Linked DNA regions of Mus musculus: all the other regions are linked to region 3. Evidence: chromatin contacts called from public Hi-C and HiChIP or PLAC-seq data. All regions are on one chromosome and are shown on one strand. The core of a region is the stretch at or near the end of the contact, and the rest is flanking DNA. Distances in the headings are between cores, read along the strand shown.

The links. Hi-C and Micro-C count contacts between places; a contact is called where the count stands out from the background. HiChIP or PLAC-seq counts read pairs in DNA pulled down with a chosen protein or histone mark.
Region 1: a contact with region 3 is called in an H3K27ac HiChIP or PLAC-seq map of regulatory T cells, with 11 times the contacts expected there. The contact joins two enhancer-like sites. A contact is called at or near these places in 2 of 15 datasets of contacts at CTCF or cohesin (CD8 T cells and large pre-B cells), 2 of 484 Hi-C or Micro-C datasets (bone marrow-derived macrophages and uterus), 21 of 115 datasets of contacts at active chromatin or transcription factors (CD8 T cells, DN3 thymocytes, the HPC-7 cell line and 15 more) and 3 of 9 other capture datasets (adipose tissue, embryonic stem cells and pancreatic islet).
Region 2: a Hi-C map of the Ba/F3 cell line shows a contact between it and region 3, with 3 times the contacts expected there. The contact joins two enhancer-like sites. A contact is called at or near these places in 13 of 484 Hi-C or Micro-C datasets (3T3-L1-derived adipocytes, the Ba/F3 cell line, DN3 thymocytes and 7 more), 5 of 115 datasets of contacts at active chromatin or transcription factors (the HPC-7 cell line, T-cell acute lymphoblastic leukemia, effector CD8 T cells and 2 more) and 2 of 9 other capture datasets (adipose tissue and embryonic stem cells).

Annotation. Positions count from the first base shown.
Region 1 is chr17:83,989,354-83,993,232 of GRCm38.p6, reverse strand. No RefSeq gene overlaps it. Among named protein-coding and RNA genes, the nearest start is that of 8430430B14Rik, 7.3 kb to the left of the region's middle. Within about 2 kb of position 2,367, at least 209 of the 459 cell types and tissues checked have an H3K27ac peak or open chromatin away from gene starts, as enhancers often do. A contact at or near this core is called in CD8 T cells, DN3 thymocytes, the HPC-7 cell line and 7 more, where this site is marked.
Region 2 is chr17:84,099,517-84,103,291 of GRCm38.p6, reverse strand. No RefSeq gene overlaps it. Among named protein-coding and RNA genes, the nearest start is that of Gm35551, 18 kb to the right of the region's middle. Within about 2 kb of position 2,516, at least 85 of the 459 cell types and tissues checked have an H3K27ac peak or open chromatin away from gene starts, as enhancers often do. A contact at or near this core is called in the Ba/F3 cell line, the G1E-ER4 cell line and the HPC-7 cell line, where this site is marked.
Region 3 is chr17:84,417,920-84,421,485 of GRCm38.p6, reverse strand. The region is part of intron 21 of Thada (thyroid adenoma associated); the gene reads left to right. Among named protein-coding and RNA genes, the nearest start is that of Gm24722, 28 kb to the right of the region's middle. Within about 2 kb of position 1,380, at least 130 of the 459 cell types and tissues checked have an H3K27ac peak or open chromatin away from gene starts, as enhancers often do. A contact at or near this core is called in the Ba/F3 cell line, CD8 T cells, DN3 thymocytes and 9 more, where this site is marked.

The DNA of each region.
Region 1 (3,879 bases), core at 1,118-3,617, 430 kb after region 3:
GTCACTTCCCATGGGAAAAGGCCCTGAGTCAGAGTTAATCAGCCCCTTTTGCCTGTTACTATGAAACCTTGTATGATTTCTCTCCTAGAACATCCACCAGTCCCCACTGTTGCCTCCTGGCAATAGGACCAGGGGTCTTGCCACAACTGTCATAGCTGTCTCCTGACTCTTCATTGTCCTTGCTAGCTCTAGTCTACAGCAGACTTAACAGTCCCAGTGGTCATTTGAAAATGCAGGACAGTTGGTGGAGTGCTCGCCTGGCGAGCATGAAGTCCTGGGTTTGAGCCCAGCACCAAATAAACTGGGTGTGGTAGTGCAGTCCCTTAATTCTTGTACACAGGGGTTAGGAGCCTGAGGATCAAAAGCTCAGAGTCATTCTTGGTTTCATAGTAAGTTCAAGATCAGGCTGGGCTATACATGACTCTGTGTGTGTGTGTGTCTGTGTGTGTGTCTGTGTGTGTCTGTGTGTGTGTGTGTCTGTGTGTGTCTGTGTGTGCATGTGTGTGTGTCTGTGTACATGTGTGTGTCTGTGTGTGTACATGTATGTGTGTCTGAGTGTACTTGTTACTCTTCCAGAGGACCCAGGTTTAGTTCCCAGTGCCTACATTATGCATTTCACAACTGCCTGTAACTCCAGTTCTATAAAACCCATGGGTACCCACACACGTGTGGCATGCATACACAAACACATCATTAAAAAAAAAAAACAACTTACAAATTAAAAAAAACTCTTTGGAATCTTCCACTCTAACAGCTAAAGGCCCCTCCCCAGTCCCCCTCCCTCGAAGTCTCCTCGTTGCTGCTCCTGCCTTGAGGCCTTTGCACACCCCCTAGATACCTCATTTCAACTCTCCCTCCAGCTCCAATGCTTTGCCACAGCGTCCCTCCTGTCTTGGCTTGGGGACCACGGCATCGAGACACTACCTCCTTAACCCTCTGTTATATTGTGAATGTAAACTGTCTCCCGCAGGCTTGTGTGTTTGAATTCTTGGACCCTAGCCGTTCAAGTTGTTTGGGACACCGTGGAACCCTGTGTACCTGTCAGGAGTGGGACAATTGGGACCTTGAAAGTAACAGTTGTCTCTGGCTCCGGCTCTCTGCTTCCTAGTGGTCATAACTGGAAAAGCCAACGCAAGATCCTGCCTTGCTGGGTTGACTCCGCCATGTTCACTCTGCCGTGAGGGACAGTTCCCTCTGACCTGAGAGCCAAGGCTAACAATCCCCCTCCTCCACCCCATCAGTTGCTTCTATCACAGCAATTCTGAGAGTGACCAATCCCAATCCCCACGCACCTGGTTTAATCTCTCTTTCCGCAGCACTTGCCTCCTTCCAAACAGACTATTTAATTTTTCTTTCCTATTTTTCCCCGACACTGAATTTCATGTTCTCATCCAGGTTGACCTGAGTAACCTCAAACTCACTGTAAGCCTCCTGCCTCAGCTTCCTGAGTGCTGGTATTACAGGCACTACAGGTGTACACAACCATGTTCGACCTGGTGTGTTGTTTTTACATAGACTCTCACTACGTGGCCCTGGCCGGTCTGAAGACCGGGTATGAATTTTCATTAATCCTCCTATCTGCCTCCTTCGTGCTAGGATTACAGTGGGCCTCTGCGTCAGAGTCGCTGCGCCTGTCTAGGTTTGTTTTTTATAGGCCATGTCCCCATGCAGACACCCATTTCACTGTGGCTGTGTTTTGACCACTGACAGCGTCCATAGTCCAGAGGGGTGCTGGCATGAAGTCCATACTCTCCTCTATAGTGAATGAACCAGCAAGGAAGTCCTGGAGAAGGAATCCATGCCCTGTCACCTCTGGCTCTGCAGGGCTTATGCTAGTGTCAGAAGGGTGTGCAAACACACCTATTAAATGAATATATGAGTACACCATCGAATGAGGTACTTTTCGGACCAAACGTGAGGTCTGGGGACCTCCACAGATCAGCTTAGATGTTCACAAACGGTATCCTACTAAACCACTCAGGGCTCTCTGCCTACCTGGGAGCCTCACTCGCTCTGGAATCTGGCTTCATCCCATCCCCCACACTCGGGTCACCACCACCCTCACTCGGGTGAAGCTTCTGGAAGCCTTCCCAGCACCTGATGCTTTCCCAGAAGAATCAAGTGCTGTGAGCAGGGGTCACCCCTTTTCTCCAAAGACTTGGGGCAGGTTGGTGACACAGGAAGTATCGGGTGAGGTTGCAAACATGTTTAGAGGTGCTCTAAGGCTCTCCAACCAGGCCTAGACTGTTGGTATCCTCTGTGGGGCAGCTTTGGCCTTTCTGAGCAATCTCCTGAGGGGACATGTGGGGTACAGGGGCTCAGCTCTGAGTTGAGAAGCAGATTTGAGTACATACAGAGTGGGGTGAGCAGCCACAGCAGTTGGGGTTGTGTCCCCCCTCCTCCACTCCCCCAGCTTCCTGTTCTACTGGCTGTATCAGGCTCTCACAGATACCAGAAAGTGGAGAGTCAGGGGAGGGAGCTTCGCTTCCCAGGCCCAGGCTGGACCCCAGCTTTGGGGTTTCAGGCAGTTTCTATAACCACAGTCACATGTCCCTTCTGTAACCTGAGCCCCCAACACAGCATGAGTCTGCACCCCAGCTCCTGGAGTCACATCTGTTTCTCATTTCCGCCCCAGGAAAACGGTCCAATTTCCATGAGTGCCTGGCCCAAGCCAAGCCTCAAGTCTCCCTTTGGCCAGCCCCACCCAACGGAGCTCTGGCACTGCATAGGGTGGGGTGGGGAACAGAGAGTGTAGCTCAAATCGCCTGGGCAGTGGAGCAGCCAGGAAGTTCTTAGCCTGACTCTGTCAATTCCTCAAGTGTGTCCTTGGGACAATCGCTTAAATTCTCTGGACTTCAGATTTTTCACTGGCAAAAATGTGTAACTCTACAGACAGAGGGATCATTAGGATTTGGGAACCTAGATAGCTCCTTAGGGATACAAGCCAAGAAGGGTGTGGCTGTGTTAGGAAGATGGTGGGGACCAAAGCCCCCGTCCTAGCCACACCCGCTCTTGGTATTTGCTAGAGTTGTGGCTGAGTCCTTCATCTGCCAGCAATTATTAAGCACCAGGATGTTTGTATTGGTCCCTGGGCAAGAGTCAGGAGTGATAAGCAATTTACACTCTTTGGTGGAGGAGGGACCCACAGGTAAAAATAAATCCAATCTACGCAGCGGACTGAAGATCTGTGTGAACAGGACCAAGGCAGCCCCAAAAGCAATACCTTCAGACTCCTTCTGCTAGTGGAGATCTGCCATGTTTAAGACGGTTTCAACTTAATGTTATTTTTTGGTTTTCTGTTTTGTATTTTTAGCCCTCCAACCGCTGATGGGAATCTTGTGGATCCCAGGCTGTCTTTCAACTTCTGCTCCTCCTGCCTCCACCCTCCAAGCACTAGACTTCCTGGGCTGCAGTTTCTGCAGCATTGGGAGTAGAACCCAGGGACTTCATGCTTATTAGACAAGCATTCTACCAACTGAGTGGCACCTCTCTAACTCCTTGATACTGTTTCTGTCTATAAAAAAAAAAAAACCTCTGCCCTTCTTTAGGGAACCCCAATTTCCTCTAATGCCTTCTCCATCCTTCACACTTAGGATATCCAAAGCAGCTTCCTGTGGAGGGGAACTCAGCAGGGACTCAAATAAAAGCATCTCTACACCTTGCACCCCACCGTGAGACATCTGCTGTCTCCTCAACCCTTTAACTGCTCTGCCCACTCTATGTGAAAGAGCTAAGGAAGCGTGCCACCAGGAGAGCTTGCCCCAGCTCTACCCCACTTCCACCAGGGTAGTCAGACCTGAGAGCCTGATGTGGATCTCAGCACCAGTATGTGTGTGCCCTGAACACAGCACTGAACCATGACGTTGCAAGACAGCCTCT
Region 2 (3,775 bases), core at 1,267-3,766, 320 kb after region 3:
CATTTCATTTATTTTAACTAATGCTATGCCTTAGTTCCTAACGTACCTTCACTACTACCCAGGCAAGACTTGCTCTTTTTAAATAAAACACTGAGTGTGGTGGCACATGCCTTTGATCCCAGTATTTGAGAGGCAGAGGCAGGAGGATCTCTGTGAATTTGAGGCCAGCCTGGTTTATATAGTGAATTCTAGGACAGCCAGGGCTACACAGAGAAACCCTATCTCAAAAAAAAAAAACCAAACAAATTTGTTTTGTATGTAGAGGCATATGATGGAAAGGGGTGTGTGTGTGTGTGTGTGTGTGTGTGTGTGTGTGTAGTCAGAGGACAACTTTTGAGGGTCAATTCTCTCCTGTCCTGTGGCACTGAACTCAGGTCATCAGGTTTAGCAGCAAGCTCCTTTACCTGCCGAGCCATCTTGCCACCCCACCCCTTTAATTTTTAATGGTCTGACGTGGTGCAGTATCTGTTTGTTTATTCCTTTATCTAGGCTATAGTCTTTTCCCTTTGCACAGCTGACATTTCAAAGCCAGCTAGTTTGGGGCTTTCCTGTGCAGTGTAACACATTCAACAGCCCTGCTGGTCTCTCTTACTGTGTGAGACCACCAGAAATGTCTGATATTGTCAAATGTCCTCTGAGGAGAGGAAGATCAAAGCCCCCTGACTGAGTAGCAGCATTCCTGGAGTCCCCATCTTTCCCTGCGCTCACTTTCTGATGGTGGCTGCTCGGGTGAGCTTCCTCCATAGCCTCCAAGTTACATACATCCCTTCAGTTCTGATAACTGTTTGCACACACCTGCTGCTCAGTTCTCTCTCTGCCTCTACCTCCCTCCTTCCTGCAGTGCCTCGTGCAAGCATGTTAATTAGATGCTCTGCGCGGGTCCGAGCTATCCTTCCCATATGTTTTCTATGGAGGTTTAATCTTCTTTAGGTTTGCCAAGGGCAACCCTTGTAGAGTTGAGATGAGTGATATGTTCCAGGGGCGTGGTGCCTGTAGTCTTCCTTTGTCATGTCTGTCTACTTACTGGATAGGTGAGGGGACAGCTGCAGAGCTGGCTAGCAGCAGAGTCCTTGGCCTTCCTTCCCTGCCAGGATGTTTTGACAGAGGGCAGATGAGACGTGGGAGAAAGGTCTCCATCAGAGACAGTTAACCACCGAAGCATCTGGGTCCCCTGATGTGATGTCCCGTGATGTCTCTGGAATCTGATCTAACATTCCCTTTGGCCTAGGGATGGCCAAATGATTATGCTTCAATACCTGCAAGGCTTGGAGGTGGAACATGTCCTGCATCCTGACGGGGTGTTATATCCTGTGCCCTGTGGCCTGCTAGCTGAGTGGTCCCCCCCCCCCCAGGAGTGATTGATGGGAGGGAGACAGTGAGGGAGGACAGTCTCCTTCCTCTTGCCCTGATCTCTCCCACAGCCTCTGCCCCAGTTGGGTTTCCCTTCTCTATTTAACCTTTCTCAATCTCTAAGAGATCCCTCTGCTGACCACAGTCTGAAGGCTGGCCTTGTACCACATTTTTAGAGTGGGGGCTTCTGGGCCTCCATGACTAGGTGGCAAATATATGTATGGCCCAGGCCTACCTCACCACTCACAACAGACATGCACTTCACACTAGGGCTCTTTCCATAGCTGAACCCTCGCTCAGCAGAGAAGGCGGTAGTGTCAACTCTGGCTTGCAGCACTGTCTTAGCCTCTGGGAGCCTTTCTGCAAGGCCTTCACCCCTGACCTGATCAGCCAAGGTAGCCTTGACACTTCCCAGACAGACTGACTTCTTTGATATGAAGTGTGCCTGAGGACAGGCTGGGGGTACTGTAACATCTCCCCAGGTGACCCTACTCTGTGGCCAAGATGGAGAGAACTGCCTTCCCGAGGGGAGAGTGCCACAGAAAGAACACTAGGTATGGCGCAGGAGTCTGGAATGGTGACTACCCTCTGGTACTGACATGTCCCTGGCCAAACAGTTTCTCCAGGCACTGGATGAGAGTACCTTGGGGAGAGATGGACAAGAAAGAGAAGGGGCCAGGAAAATCTACTAAGCTAGCCCTTCATTCCGGAAACAAGAGAGTTTTAGAAGGAACAGCTAACCTAGGGCTTCACAGCACTGCAGCAGGGGCAGGGACAAGGAGGCAGGGGCAGGGGCAGGGGCAGGGGCAGGGGCAGGGGCAGGGGCAGGAGGGGCAGGGGCAGGGGCGGGGGCGGGGGCAGGGGCAGGGGCAGGGGCAGGCCGAAGCCAGCTCAACTGTTGGTCTTCTTTCCTCTCCAACCCAGGCATCCTGGATCCTTGGTCTGTAGATTCTGTCCTTCTCTAGACGAGATGGGCAGAGGGTTGGGACTGCTTTTGGAGGGCACGGTTTCTTCCAGAGCCTGCGTGGGGGAAACTGTGGCGAGAGCCAGAGGGTGTGGGTCTCAGCCAGACTTCGTGAAAAGAACCTTTGCGGAGGCACTGTCCTGCCGCAGCTACTCTGTGGGCCCTATGGACAGAAAGGGGAAGTTTGGCTGTATTTAGAAAGCTGTTCACAAACAGGAATGGCAGGGGTGGGGGTGAGGAGGGTGAGGTAGGCGGCTGGCTGGAGGAGCTGAGGAGGAAGGCAGGCAGCCATCCAGAAAGGCTTCAGCAGGGGCCCGAGGACAAAGGCTTGATCTGGGTCCACATGTCACTTGGGACGCTCTTGGAGCAAGAGGAGGGGCAGAGTGAAGAGCGGGGAGGAAGAAAAGGAAGGGGGAAGGAGCTCTCACCGGAATGCCTTTTTATGCTGGAAGCAGAGGTTGACTGTGCTGGACACATGCCCCACTGCCCTCGAGGCCCAGGTGGTGACTGACTCTTAGGGGACAGACGGATAGCACAGAGGCTAAGAAGGGAGACGCTTTGGGTGTCTCCTCCAAAGTGTGGCCAGACTCCTCTGCTCCTTAGTCCTCTCCGGTCACCTTAATAAAATACCCAAACTGGGGTGGTTCATTGATGGCTGACATTCGCTGCTCTAGCACTGGAGACTGGGAGTGCTGGGTAGGGATGGAGCAACGATGATTTTAACCAAGACCACTCTTATAGAAGGCCTTGCCCCCACCAGAAACGTCATGCGCTTGAGTGGAGCTGCTCTTCCAGGAGAGTTCCCATGCCCAGGACCAGGAGAGGACCCCATCCCAACATGAGACATGTAATACCAGACACAAACCAGCCTGGGACCTTTCTCCAAGCCGTAGCAAGAAGCCTGCTCTGAGGATGGGCGCAAAGAAGGGCTTCTGGGTGCTCGCTCACTCTGCCATGGACCATCCAAGGTCAAACAGCCCGCTCAGTGTGCCCTGGTGAGGGAGGACAGCTGTTCACCTCAACCCAACTCAGGACTCCGTGCCAGCTGTGCGTCAGCGACTCTGCTAAGTGCCAGAGGGAGACAATGCAGTTCCTTTCCTCATGGGGTTAGAGGCTACTTAGGGTTCACTGGTGGGTCAGTGTTTCTCCCAGGCTGTGAGCACAGCTCGGTGAAGGCTTAGCAAGCAAGCAAGCCCCCTATCTTACTCATCTCGTTGAGGAAATACTAGTAATCAACTTGAAATATTCAGGGCTAAGAAGTGTGTGCTTGAGAGTAACGGACCCATTGAAGCACACAAGGCAAGATTCAGACTGTGGGCCTCTGTACGTGGGCCTGAGTGTGTTCACTAACTAGCCTTGGCTAAAGAAGAACCCCATTAGCTCTGGCCTGAGTGTGTGATACTCATGTAGTACTGATGTGTAGTGCTGACGTGTATTGACATGTAGTTCTGACATGTAGTA
Region 3 (3,566 bases), core at 131-2,630:
GCTTAGGAACATTTAATCCATGAAATGCTGCCATCCAGAAAGTAATGCCATTTACATTACTATAGGATTTCTGTTTTTCTGAACATAAAATTGCTTCTTTAAAAAATGTTTTTTTTATTTAAATATTTCAGATTTGATTATTTTCTGGGTGTTTGCTTGCATAGAACTATGCATCAGAAGTGTGCGCTGTGTCTGTGGAGGCCAGAAGAGGGCACCAAATCCCCTGGAACTGGAATTCCAGATGGTTGGGAGCCACCATGTAGATCCTGGGGACTGACCCCTGGGTCCTCTTACCAGAGCAGCAAGTGCTCTTGACAGCTCGTCTAGCTCTTCGTCATATTGACTTTTGAGACACTGCCTTGTTATTGAGCCCAGGCTGGCCTTCCAAGTACTCGAACCACAGCAGGTTCTAAATTCTGCTTTTATAAATAAAAAGTGATTGCATATATTTAATACTTTCAAGAATTAGTTTGTATCAGGGTGACTGGCTGTACCTAAGGTAAATCTGCACATTCTTGGTGCCAAGAACATAGTCACTTAGCAAAGCTACCTTTGCTGTACATGCTGACAAAACCCACCAACCTGAGAGGTCACCACTTAGATAGGTGAGTGTGAACCTAGCCGACTTCTCTCTGTAAAGCTAAAACAGCAGCAGTCAGCCTGAGTCTCCTTCTCACCTCCCTCTTACGTTCTGGGGGTCCTGCTTTTGTTCTCAGATCACCCTGCTTTCTGACCTTGGTTAAGGCTGACTACTCAAGGAGCGCACACAGGAGGATGATTATAACCACGGCTGACAGGAGGCAGGAGGACAAGTTGGGGACTTTGTTGCTATATGGAGAGGAGAGCTGGTGCTTATTTTCAATTCTGAGTTTTTAATGCTTGGTTCATTGAAGGCGCTTTGCTGTGATACTCCCCAGCTCCCTTCAGTATGAGGAAATGGATTCATTACCTGGGCTGACAAAGATCCCAAAGCTAATTTCTGCCTCTGTCCTTCCCCTCATGGGTTCGCGTGGCACAGTGCTCCCTTTGTTCTGAGTGACTCACTTAGGTTTTCTTTAAGGTGATTTCCCCTTCCCCTTCCCCACACCAGCTCTCTCAAGGCATGAAAGATAACTTTCTACTGGAGTTTTGACTACCTGATCCTTCCTATAGAGCATTTCTTGTGAGGCAGTGTGCTCTCCCAGCTTCTTCAAGAGGAAATTGTTCCCCTGGTGGCAGGTCTGACTGTCCTGCTCTGTAATCACACAATGAAAGGTTCTTTTATAGTGTCCTGCGCTGGTGGCAGAGATAAAGCTGCTTTGAGGGCTGTAAGCTGAGACCCTTCAAGAGTGAGCAGTGCACACAAGCTTATCTCAGTGTTTCCTGACTCACTGGTGTGTGTCTAGGTTTCGAGCTTGCTGCTCTGCTGACAGACCTGCTGGATATTTTGTTGGCCCTCTTTCCAGTGTGATGCTGATACTGATCTTTAAATGCCTACTGAGGTTTTAAAATAACTTCTGTGTTGAATATCAATTTCTCTGTAGATTCCACCTAGTGTTTCTAAAAACAGGCTTTTGGGTACGTTTTCTTCACACTTGCTTGCGTCACACTCTGTAGTAGTTGTTCCCACAGAAACCCTGTGAGGAAGTATTGCCAGCTGGTAGAACCTTCTGCTTCAGATTCTGGTGATGCGTGGGTGATCGGGGTCCTTGATTGGCTGGGTGCATTTCCTCTGTTGTGTCATTATTTAATTTTTTTGTGATTGATTACAAACGGAATTCACTCATTAGTATTCATAAGTCACAAAGGAATTGCCTGTTTTATTTTGTTTATATTAGATTTTAGAAATTATGAGTATATTGAGCTCTGATGAGTAGAAGTGTTAACTTTTAAACTTCAGGAGAGACCACATCATTTAGTCGCCTGTTTACTGACTGTTTTACTGCATGGGTGTTGTGGGAACACAGAGAAGACTCAGATGTGGTTTTCTGATCACCCAGAGCTGAGTTATGCAGCGAAGCAGTGCCTCACTTGGAGAACCCAGGCCTGAAGGGTAACAGTCAGACGGTCTGTGCTGAGCATTTGCTAGAACAAGGAAAATAGACCTTCTGGTAAGACGGTGTCTGCACACCAGAAAGCCTTTATAATGATATAGAGGAACAAAGCTTAGATTTTGAAGAAATTCTCATTGTTAGTAAGAAATGATTATAATGGAGCAGGATTGCTTTTAAACATAGTCATTTTATTAGGCTTTAAGTCCTGTGGAGCGTCTCATGTAAACAAAATGGAATTAGAGTCTTCCAGCTGGAGACAGTCCCAACATTATAAGAAATGGTTCTGTTTTAAACTCGGAATTTAAATTAAGGCTTACTATTTTATAGTATACTGTCAAACCAAAATTAGACATTTATAGACTGCTAGTTTATCTGATGGTAAGCTATAGATGCCTGGAGACATAGCAAGTAGCTGTTCTCCCCTGTGGACTTGTGACCTGTAAATCTGTAAAACATTGCTAATTTGCTTTAGGGTTTTATAAAAAGTCAGAAGTAGAATATGTTAAATTTAAAGGGCAGTGTCATGTTTAATTTTAAGATTAGAAATCAGTATCTTCTTTTTATTTCACTTTAGCTTTGGTTTCCTTCAGGGTCCCTGAGAGCTGTGTATGCTGGCTTGTGCCTGTAATCCTAGTACTTGGAGGCTGAGGCAGGAGGATCATCAGAGAGTCAAGGCCAGCTTCAGCTATGTAGTGAGTTTCAAGCCAGCCTGAACTGTAAATGAGACCCTGGCTCAATTAAATATAATAATAAAATATCCGGGGAGAATTTTTGTTTTTTTCCTCGAGATAGGGTTTCTCTGTATAGCCCTATCTGTCCTGAAACTCACTTTGTAGACCAGGCTGGGCCTGAACTCAGAAATCCACCTGCCTCTGCCTCCCAAGTGCTGGGATTAAAGGTGTGTGCCACCACCACCCGGGGAGAATTTATTTTTTATGTTAAAGTTTGTTTGTTTGTTTGTTTTTTTAAAAAAACTGGAAAATAACACTTTTTGACCCTTAGAAACTCAGTTTCTAATGAAATGCTTATATTTTCAGATGACCTTTTCATTTTAAAAACGAAATTGAGAAGTTTTGGGTTCAGTGCTTTCTGCCAGGGTTAATCCCTGGGACCCATGTAGTGGAAGGAGAGAGTGGACTCCCACAGTCTGTCCTCTGACCTCCATTGGCACCCCATACACATACATATACACCAATGAATACATTTGGTTTCTGACCATTTCTTACCACTGTTACCTGCTTTCTGATGCTATGTGTCACCTTGTTCTGGTTATCTACTGAGAGGGTGTCAGCAGGTGCTTGTGTTTTGCTAGGGTTGTGGTCTGCTGGAGAAGACCACCCACCAGGCAAACGTGGGACTGCTTTAGTTGTATGATGTGCTGTTTATTTATGCCATTTGAAGGGAGTTAGCATAAAGAAGCAGTGGGAAAGCGATGTCTGCTGAAGGAGAAGATAGTGGGCTTCTGCAGGCCCTCACGGAAACCCTCTGTGAACAGCGTTCGTTTTTATTAAAGTATGCCACAATATCAGTACT